Linked DNA regions of Arachis hypogaea: region 1 is linked to region 2. The links are chromatin contacts, called in public Hi-C maps. All regions are on one chromosome and are shown on one strand. The core of a region is the stretch at or near the end of the contact, and the rest is flanking DNA. Distances in the headings are between cores, read along the strand shown. Region 1 overlaps LOC112754906 (a long non-coding RNA gene). Region 2 has its middle 18 kb from the start of LOC112761796.

Region 1 (5,711 bases), core at 1,271-3,770, 150 kb before region 2:
TGAACACAGACACCTCACTCGAGCCATTGGTCATGTGCCTACTTCAATGATGAAGGTTTGATTGCTGCTGCCCTTACAAATTCTGAGGTCTTTTTCATATTTTTTGGATGAAACCCGATAGAGATTTCAGTTGATTATGTTAAAATTTTCAGAATTGCTTCAATGGGATCGAAGGTACATTGCTAAATTTGGTTTGAGTTTACAACAAGTACGGACACGTGGTTCTCACAGAAAATACTTGATGAGGTGAAGGTAAATATTCATGTGTTTACTCTTGTATTCATCTATGTTTGATGTATATAACTGTTCTTTATTAGCAATAAGGAGCATATAGTAGTCTATACATATATATAAGTAAATCGCTTTTCTCTTGGTTTTTATATTCATGTAATTTAAAAATGATGTCCTGTTAGAAATTGTAGGGACTACTAGATAATTAAGATGCCGCGAGATTTCTGTATTTAATTTCTTTAGGATGTTTATGATCAATGATGTACAATCTGATGCAAGAAAAAATTGTGGTTTCAAAAGGCCATGTGACAAGAGAAGCTATGATTAGCTAGCTAGTTATGATATTACATCCTTTTAGGTCTTTCTTCTTAATAAATTATTAAATTGTTCCCAAAAACCTGCAAGAATCTCTGCCTAAAATTTTATCTTTGGAGAAAAAACTTGTCTTGTGGCTTAAATGAACCATAGGACACTCAAAACCCCTCTTTAATCTGCAGAGTTTGCATGTGATGTGAAAACGCTGATGTAGCTTTTTTCACTTCTCAATATCCTCCAAAAATAATAAGTAATATTGTTATAGAACCCTTTCACACTCTGATCTTACGTGCTCCAATTCATTCCTATTTCTGCACTTGATCCCTTTTTCTTCCTTCACTAACTGACCTTGGATTCTCGCCATCAACTTGTAATCTTGCAGCCTGTTAGGGACGTGTATTATGGGATGCCCAAAGTCCGCATCACGTAGTCTGGGATGTATGAAGAACAATTAAACTTTAGAATTTTAAGTGTATGAACTTTTAATATATACAATGATCATAAACTGGTTCTCTAACACGGTCAGACCAAAGCTAGCATTAATAAGCTAGTATTATACTAACAAGCTAGCATTATACTTATCAGACTTAGAGCCTGTTAGGTTGAGCTGGATTATTAGTTTGTTAGTCAGTTAGAGTGGAGGGTCTGTTTTTGTTACACCTTCTTAGCTGATTCTATTATACTAAGCTTCTATATATAGCTAATACAGTCTCTCTTGTATACACAGAGTCTCAGTCAGTAATAATTCAATAACTCTTCTTGCATTTTAATATGCTTGCTATCTAAAAAAAATTAATTCTTCTTCCAACGAGTCACCTGCTTTCTAATTTTTAGGTTTTGAGTCTCTGGATTAATTTTGAAATTCATATACTGTAAAGGATTACAATGTATCAGGTTATATCCAAACAGTATTTGAACATTATTGTTGGTATTTTGTGCTGGCACGCTATGAAAATACTCTTGTCGTTAAACTGGATATTGCAGCACGAGAGGAATTCAAGCTCATAGAACATGGAATTGAACGACTTTGGGGATGTAAGAAAGACAACTTTTTGGCTGTTAATGTAATAAGATTATGTTCACACACTAATTCTACATATTATGGGCTTGTTTGGCTATGATGTACTTCTCAGGGTTATCTCGATCCCAGATTCAGGAGGCATCCGAAGAACCAGGGGAGGTGGTTCCATATTCAATGGAGAAAAAGGACGTCTCCTCCGATGGCTCTGATGAGGCTGATTCTGTTGGATGAAAGGCCTCGATGCTGTCATATGACCTCAATAAAACACCAGACGAGAATGAATATCCTTATAGTGGAATGTCTCCTGAAAAGAAGAGTGTGTGGCACTTGACTATGTGGGCAAAACGATACTTGAAACCTTGAGGATAGTGCAATAGTTTAGTTGAAAAATTTCGATTCAGGTTTATAGAATAGCCAAGACTTGTTTGTTGAATTTGTCATGACTTTATAATTGTTCAGATTATTATACTTACTTTTATTATTGTTCCCATTATTATTATTACCATTGTGATTACTATATTATCAAGACTGATACCCTCTATCATTTTAGTACACTATCCATTATTATTATTATTATTATTATTATTATTATTATTATTATTATTATTTTAAAATTAAAAAAAATCAATAATAAATTTATTTTCTTTAATATTTTTATTTTTCAGATTCCTCATGCGATAATCATTCCTGTAATTATACTATTTTTATGAAAATATATACTCATTATAATAAATATTATTATACTTACTATTATTATTGTTTACATTATTATTAATATTAATATGATTAATTCAGAATAAAAGAAAATTAAAAAATTGGTTTATTGCTATTCCTCTTATGAAATAAAGCAGCATTCGCGCCCCATCTCTTCTTCTCAATCCTTATACACTGTATACCACCTTAGCCCTACCTCACAGCTCTGAATACATTGAACCAACCTCCCCCAAGAGAAGCTCTCACCTCTCGTGCTCTAGCCTGTCTAGTGGTGTCAATATAACCCAAGACCCTAGGGCTGGCCCTAAACCTTTTAATTTAATTTTAGCCCACAGCCCTAAAATTACAAAAATACATCTTACAAGGCCCTGGCCCTAATGAAGCCCTAAAAAAATAATTAAAATAGGGCTGGCTCTAAAAGCTCTAAAAGCCCCAAACATGTCTCTGTCTTCTACTCTTCTCCTCTCGATGCGCCGTGCATAGCATTACTCGCTTCTCGCTTCTCAGATTGAACATCATTGCTCTGTAGCTCGTTTTCATCATTCTGTAAATTTCTTCTTCTTCTCTCCCTCTCTTTCTTTCTTATCTGCAATTTTAGTTTTCTACTCTTCTATCACTTCTTGTTTTCATTTTGCAAAGAAAAAAAAAAGCATTCATTTTGGTGAATCAATGCCATTTTCACATGTATTCCATCAATTTTCTTACGCTAACATCGTCTTCATCATTCCAACTTTTTAGCTTCTGAGTTTCTCTCTTTTTAGCTTCTTCTTCTGGGTATCTCAAGAATCTTTGAGCAACTTCTACTAGCTGCATGTTCCACTTTAATGGCTCAATCCGAACACTTGTTCATGCAGTGTTCTAACCTTCTAGGTAATCTATTGGAAAGTCATCACCTATCATGCCTAGTACCAAGAGCATGCTTACTAAACTCATTATTTCCATCTTTGTTCCTTTTGTTCAGAGTTGGATTATTATTATGTTGTAAACTTGTAATAGGATGTGGTTATGTATGTATATAGTTTATTTATTTATATTATATCATGTTTGTCTTTTGATATATCTCAAGTCTCAACGGTGACCCTTGGCTCTGAATTGAAGTCTGATTTTTCAAAATAATCATTGGGGCTATCGAAGTCTTGATTTAGTTAAGTATATTTCATCGTTTGGGTGATATAGTTCAGTTTAGAGTAGCATCTTGTACTCGATATTTTAAGCCATCTTTGTCAATATAAAAGGAAATTAGAATAAACCGGTTTAGTAAAAATTTGATTATTTGTAAAATTTGATTTGGAATATCGTTTTAGTTTTTGAAGAATAAACCAGTTTAGTAAAAATTTGAACGTTTAGAAAATTTGATTTGGAATATTGTTTTATTTTTTGACTTTATAAATAGAGTTTATTTTGTGGACCTGGTCAATGGAGTTTTGATTGTTTAAATATGATAGAGATTGTTGAAATAGAGATTGAAAAAGTAACAAAAAAAAGAGGATTATCCATGGGCAAGCCCTATGATGTTTGGCCCATGACGGCTTTTGGCCCTGCAAGATTTTTTGAAAATTTGGCCCTATAAAGTAGGGCCAAGCATATTGACACTAATAGACCTGTCTTTGCTATCGTTGACGAGGGCTGCTCATCTCGCGTTGCAGTCTCGGTCTCTAGAAGCTGCTAGCCGCGTCGCTGTCTCTGCCCACGTGGTCGTCGTCGGTTCGGGCCTGCTATTGGCCTGTCCTCTCTGCTCTGGTAACCACCAGTCTTTTTTTTCAATTTGTGATGTTAAAATGTGATTATGGTAAGTGTTCTTATTGTTAATGAGGTTTGTGTATGTTTCGATAATTGTATGCTGCTCCTCTATCTTTTGATCAAATTTGGTAACATTTAAAGAGATAATAAATTTGATCAAAGTTCTATCATGATAACCAATGCTCTGAACCTTCCAATTAATCATGTCTCATTTTTTTATGAAATCCTACTCCATCAACTTCACCAACACACAAGTAATTTTGATGAAATCCTACTCCAATTAATTATCTCATTTGTTACCAAACGCATTTCGCGTATCTATTAAATTGATTTGTGTATTTACCAATTTATGATTACTTGTCATTCTTTCACTTAGAACCTGCATTTAGTTGGATGGATTAGTATGATTAAAGCATTTGTGAGACTGTAGTTTTCAATATAGTTTTAATAAAATGCTGTTGTTTAATCTTTATGTTTGGATATATAAATTTTGATGCCTGTGTCTTGCTGCCTTCTGACCTGGACAAGGGTACAAATAACATAAAAAACCTCCCCAATTTTAGGGATAAGGTTTTATATTGTGCTCAAACCCAGAGCGTCATGCACTAGGTCACATGTCTTATAGATGTTTAATTTATCATTGTTGATGACTGCTATTCAAAATTGCTCTTGGTTTGTTAGGTAATGCTGTTAGGTAAATATATTATGATTATTGAGATCATGATAAGAAATTTTTAGTTTGTGATAAATACAAGAGTTTAATTTGATTAGCCCAAAACTATAATAATACATTTTCTTCCTATACATGGATTTGTTGCAAAATAGAGTTTGATATCCAAGAAAAAAGTTTCTAGCATGGTTAGACTTAAAATTGAGGATGAGAAATTATGATTTGTGTATTTGACCAATTTGTGATTACCTGTCCTTCTTTCATGCATTTAATTGGGTGGATTAGTATGATTAAAGAGTTTGTGAGACTGCAGTTTTCAATATAGTTTTAATAAAATGTTGTTGTTTAATCTTTGTGTTTGGATATTTCTATTCTGATGCCTGTGTCTTACTGCCTTCTGACATGGACAAGGGTACAAATAACATAAAAAACCTCCCCAATTTTATGGATAAGGTTTTATATATCTACTATGCTCAAACCCAGAGCGTCATGCACTAGGCCACATGTCTTATAGATGTTTAATTTTTCATTGTTGATGACTGTAATTCAAAATTGCTCATGGTTTGTTAGGTAATGTTGTTAGGAAAATATATAATGATTTGTTCGTCACCAGATGATCTCGGGTGCTCGATGGGTCGGGTGATGGTGAAGGGATGAGCGGGCGAGACCCTGAAGTGGCTTGGAGCGGGTTCCTGGTCTGGAGTTGAAGACTGGCGAAATCGGTGGTAGAATGGAAGAGAGGGGGGTGGCCACCTGCAAGGACACTCCGACGATCAAGTCAGTGTCCGTACGAAATGATAGCCAAATTAGGTAAGGTGATGTGTACCTCGTGGGGAGTGCTGACCTCTCTCCTTATATACTGTGCTGGGCGGGCCCATAAATGACCTAGCCCACTGGCCAGGGTGCTTGTGAGCTGTCTCTGTCCACGTGGGGAGGGGGGGGGGGAGGTCGTTTCGGACTTCGGGTCGGGGCCTCGGGTGTTGCTCCGAGGAGACCGTCCTGACCGTTTTGCTAGGCGTG
Region 2 (5,444 bases), core at 776-3,275:
TTGTGTTTTTGAATTGATGGATGGTGCAGAACTATACCACTGAAAATCCAGCTCCTGTGTTGTATATTAAGAGTTTGGCAAAAGATGTGGTTGGTGAAGATTTTTTTTCATATTTGGTAAGCTGCTATACTTTTAGCTGATTCAGATTTGGTTTTATCAGTACATGATTTGTGTTTAGACTAGTACATACACTTCTAAAAAAAATAATAATTACCTTAATGAGCATCTGAGTAGCCTAAAATGAATAATAACTTTACCAAATATGTGACATAATGAGTTCATTATAACATAATTATCATTCGGATGTCAATTAAGTTCTGCATATGTCTTTTGCTATGGCAGGGTGCTTGTTTGGAAGTATTGAGACTGCCAAGTCTTGCCTTCATGTAAAACTGATGCAGGTAAGAGACCTTGATTGGCTTTTAAAACGGTATGAATTTCATTTTGGTGTTGATGCCATACAAAGAGACTTCCAAAACAAATATTCGTTGGTAGCATAAGCATGACTAAAATTAATGACTAGTTCTGAGTTTCAGGAAGGAAGGATGAGAAGTCAAGCATTTTTAACATTCCCATCAATTGAGCTGGCTCATCAGGGACTGGTATATTTCTCACAGCAGACTTGCTTTCCTGTGTTTTAATTTCTGATATGTGCAACATGATTTCGTTTTCTGATTTTCCATTACGATATTTTTTATTCATTTGTCATATAGTTCTTCCAGAATTTGCTAAACCATGAGATAGGGCGATCTTATTAAATGGTTTATATCACATACCTTTGGTTTCAGAATCTAGTGAATGGATATGTATTTAAAGGCAAGCCAATGATAATCCAGTTTGGTCGAAATCCTGGTGCCACTAAAGGAACTTGATTCTGTGGGCACAGGAGGGATGCACCACTAGTTTTGTGATCTCAGATCTGAGAATCGCATGAGGTCGTTTACTCATCTCCCCTTGTCTAAATGTAAAACGATAGATGGCTAATGCTGCACCTTTATGTCGACTGGGAGATGACTCCGCTTTGAACTACATAGCTCCAGACGACATTTTGGAATGTTTGTGATATAGCATTGATCTTGATGCTGCCATTTACATTTCTCATGGAAGGGCGATTCCAGGTTGTAAAAAGTTTACTTGTATGATGAATGATGTTAAGTTTCGCAAGATAGGTTTGTAATTTGGATTAAGGTTACTATATTTAAGCACTGATGGTATTGCTTGTTTCTATAGAATCCATTCTACAAAGGATAAGCCAAGTAGAATTGTTGTTTCTATAAGCCATCGTTAATTCGTTACTGGTATAGGAGACAACTGAGGAAACACTAAATAGATTCTAGATTCTGCACTTTGTGTGAGGATCATGTGGTTGGTTAAATTTAGCATACAAAACATGATGCCTAAATTGTAAATTTAGTAATATAGAGCTACCTCTTTAAATCTTTGCTTCTTATAGCTGGATAAATGGACCCATAACATTGTGGGAAAAGCACAGTGAGCAGAATATATTAAACCAAAATTGGGGAATAGTTTAGTTTTTTATGAATTCAGTTCTTCATTTTCCCATGATATCTTGTCTCCCTCTAAATAGAACTGATGCATTGATTTCTTGATGTTTTGATTGTTGAAATGTTTATAATGTCACATCACAAGACCACCATCGTAAATTTAAGAAATGCAAATGATTATTGCTTTCTTGTGATTTACTATATAAGTATAAATTATGACATGAATTTTTTGATAAATTTACAAATAAATTGCATTTATTTATTCTCACTATATAGCTATTACAAATGTAATTTATATTATCGGTGGAAGCCAGTGATTCTAAAGTAACTAAAAATAATTAAAATATATGAATTGCGAACATTTTTGTTTGTGTATAATTTTGTTTAAATGAATGATTGATATTTTATTAGAGTACGATAAGTGTCCTCGAAATATTCATGGCTTTCATTTTTCTTAGCAATAAAAATATCTTTCAATAATTTAAAAACGTGGATAAGTACTCATTTGTTAAGAGAAACATTTTCTATTATCGTGAATGTTTGATGTGGCAAATAGAATGACGACATGGCTAGCACACTATCCTAATTTAAAACACTAATTTTTTAAATTTTAATTAAAACAAACTCCAATTTTAAAATGATTCATGATGGTGATTCCCAAATCTTTTAGATTCTCAACACCACTCTTATCCTAAACTTCTAAAACCTTCTTTATAAATTATTAAAGGGTATTTTTACCGATATAAAAAATGGGAGTCATTTTTGTCAAGAACAGAATATTTTAAGAGCATTATTTCGAAAAGCATTTTTAGTGGTTAATCATTTTTCTTATAAACCATGTGTATATCATCTAAGTTATATAAAACTTTTTGACAAATGCAACTTGGTTACGAAAGCCAAGGTAGTTATCACTCCTGTCAATAATGGTGTCCTCACTTAAAACAATAGGTTTAGTTTACCAACCAGAGAAAAGAAAACAGGATTTATCTACAGACATGTTGAATGTACAAAATGTATAGAAAGACATCCACATTAGTAAAGAAGTGGCTTAACTTAGATGGCTAATTTGGCTCATCATTGAAAGAAAGGTTAAATAAGACACATACAAAATCAACCATCTACCTAACTCAGGGATCTTACACTACATAAAAAATCAATCTGAAGCAGAAACACTGTAAGGACCATTAGTGCCTGTTCTAACAATAACAAAGAGTCCTTCCTAATCTCTATCGACAACAACAGAACTTGTTGAGTCCAGCAACTTGAAAGTTTGAGCATTGCTCTTGTCAAGGTCATATGTGAATTCTGATAGGAGAAACATCCTCTCTGGATGAATAACGGAATCCATACCGGAGCACTTGATCTGTCATATGCAACGTTCTGTTGAAAGGAAAAATATTAGTACCAAAAATTAATGGCATTAAAAGGATGTCAAAAAATTAACGAAATATAAATATTGTAGCAAAAACTTGGGTCTAAAGACAACAGAAAAACAAATCACATAAACTAATTACCCGTTGCAAAAATAATTTAACAAAAAATAAAATAAAATGATAAAAAATTTAACTATGTTGACTGTTAAAGCATGGCCGTTAGTAGGTAATATCATCCGACTTCACCCATTGGGATAAGGTTTTTTTGTTGTTGTTGTTAGTTGGTAATATGCTTCAATAATAGAAGTTGCTCTACCTAGCAATTATAAATTACGATCTAATAGTAAATGCTCGATACTGCACACTGAATTCAGTAATTTTAATGCTATAGCAGATATTCTCTCCAATTGGGCTAACAAAAATGTAACTACCACTTGCAAAATGTAAAAGATCAGGACAACTCAAACACAATACCAACAGACAAACAACACTACATAAATTGAGATGGAAATCAATTGAGGTGGAACATCTCCGAGATTTCATTGACCAGATATGATTTAACCAGAAAAAATGATAGACTGATCAAGTGATAGTGCATCCATAACCTATTGTAGTTTATAAGAGTGCTCCATCTATGTGCATCTATCTCTGAAATGACAAGGCATGGCCACGTTGATAGCAAACATGAGAAGATCCTAACCCATAGTTGAACTACTAAAATCTATATATTAATAGTTTGACTTAAATAGCAAGGCATGGTATATTCCACACAACAATCAAGCCCTTGTCTTAAGGTAAGCCAGAGTATCCTATATGCTTATAATCAAAAACACTAAAATCCAAATCTACCTTAATAGTTCTGCTTAGAAGTTTCCTTGGACTTCTTTATGCATGAAAAAACTACCAAGATTCTCCCATCCTTCCCATAATATGTGCAACAACAATTTTCGCAAAAATATTCATATATATGTAAAAATAAAAATAGAGTACATAATCATTTCAAAAATCGTTAAATCTGCTTCTTCCCCCTCTTTTTAATGTTTTATTGACTATATTGCAAAAAAAAAATTTCGTGAAGCACAGACTAATCCTCTTCGGATAAAATACAACGCAATTCAATTGTTACTGTTCCGTGATAGCTAGGAGATGTTATAGTTGGTCCTTCAAATTAGTTCCATTATTTATTTATGATGGAACTGCTTGAACTTGAGAACGGGGGTTGAATCAAGTTGGCTCAAAAAAGAACATTTCAAGTTCTGTTTTTGCGGAAGCTGATTTTGCAGGAGATTTTTTCGTTTTGTCTCATACTCAGAAAAGAAACAGAGAAGGAAAGAAGAGAAAGAGGCCAGCATGTATCCTAGTTTGGATTCTAAGTGCCATGAATCCTATGTCCAGTCTCCACCACAACCATGGTGGAATTTCCACTCTAATCAACTGATCACAATTACCAATACTATTGAATTACAACCTAATTCAACTAGTATCTACCACTAAAATTTATTCACTAAAGCTTAGCTTCCCAAGTGTTGTTCCAACTTGGAAGAGGAACCTAAACAGATTCAAACTCATAAAGTGCTAACCCAACTTGGCAAAGAGAACTAGTCCTAGTTCAACAACTCAATTACACAGAATTTCAGTGGCTTTTTCATGCATCACTCTTGCCTTTTCTCTCATGGCTTTTTCTACTCACATATTCAGTCTTTTCTTAATACGAAAGATGACACAAGATAGCCATAACAAAATAAAATTAGAAATGAAGTTTTAGTAGAAGAAAAAGAATTCAGCTCAAGTGTTGAGATGATGCTCTTGAATGTGCTCTCTTTTTCTTACTATCAAATATTGAAGTGAGGCATTTCTTATAGAACTAGATTGCTCTTCTCATTGGTTCTTCCTTGCCTCTTCCAATTCCTTGTACTATCAACCCCTTGGAGCTGTCTCTGATTGCATGCAGTCCTTGCTCCATTCTGCTCCACTAACGCTGCTTGTTGGAGGGTTTGATCCACCAACCTCTGTTGTCCTTGGAGCTGCTGTCTTCCTTGGAATGCAAAGCACTTCCATTTTTAAGTCATTCCAACTACTGTCCATAGCTCTGCGTTTTTATTTTGCTCTTCCAAACTTTACTTTTGATCTTCTGCATTTTGATTTGTTGATGTCCTTGTAATGAGAGTGTCCCCATCTGTCCTTGTTTTTGTCTTGGTGTTACAGCTGTCCTTGTGTAATGCCAAATGTCCTTCTTGATTTTTCTTCCTTTTGTTCCCACCATTTGTATTTGGTGCTGCCTCTCTTGGCTCATGTACTGATTTGTTGCTCATTAGCAAGTAATAGGCTTAAGTGTTGGAGCTGTAACTCTTTAAGATGCTGAAGCAATACTAACTTGGGCTGAAGCAACATATAAATGGGCCTGCATCACTTAGCACACATATTAAATCAACTTGGGTTTTCACCCCAAATAATGTTTGTCATCATATATGAGTCCCAAAATCAAACTTAGCTCAACAATCTCCCCCTTAATAACATACATGATAAAAGAGGATAATTGAATTTAAAAAATTAATTTAAATGAGTT

The links. A called contact is a pair of places that touch in the nucleus more often than the background predicts.
Region 1: a Hi-C map of leaf shows a contact between it and region 2, with 2.1 times the contacts expected there. The contact joins two enhancer-like sites. A contact is called at or near these places in 5 of 8 Hi-C or Micro-C datasets (leaf and an unstated tissue).

Annotation. Positions count from the first base shown.
Region 1 is chr16:126,246,175-126,251,885 of arahy.Tifrunner.gnm2.J5K5, reverse strand. LOC112754906 (a long non-coding RNA gene) reads left to right here. Exons shown (of 5, transcript XR_011874540.1): 2 at 1-55; 3 at 153-252; 4 at 1,531-1,581; 5 at 1,680-2,086. Among protein-coding and RNA genes, the nearest start is that of LOC112754906, 7.5 kb to the left of the region's middle. Within about 2 kb of position 2,520, at least 2 of the 3 cell types and tissues checked have open chromatin away from gene starts, as enhancers often do.
Region 2 is chr16:126,097,167-126,102,610 of arahy.Tifrunner.gnm2.J5K5, reverse strand. It overlaps the pseudogene LOC112757500. Among protein-coding and RNA genes, the nearest start is that of LOC112761796, 18 kb to the right of the region's middle. Within about 2 kb of position 2,025, at least 1 of the 3 cell types and tissues checked has open chromatin away from gene starts, as enhancers often do.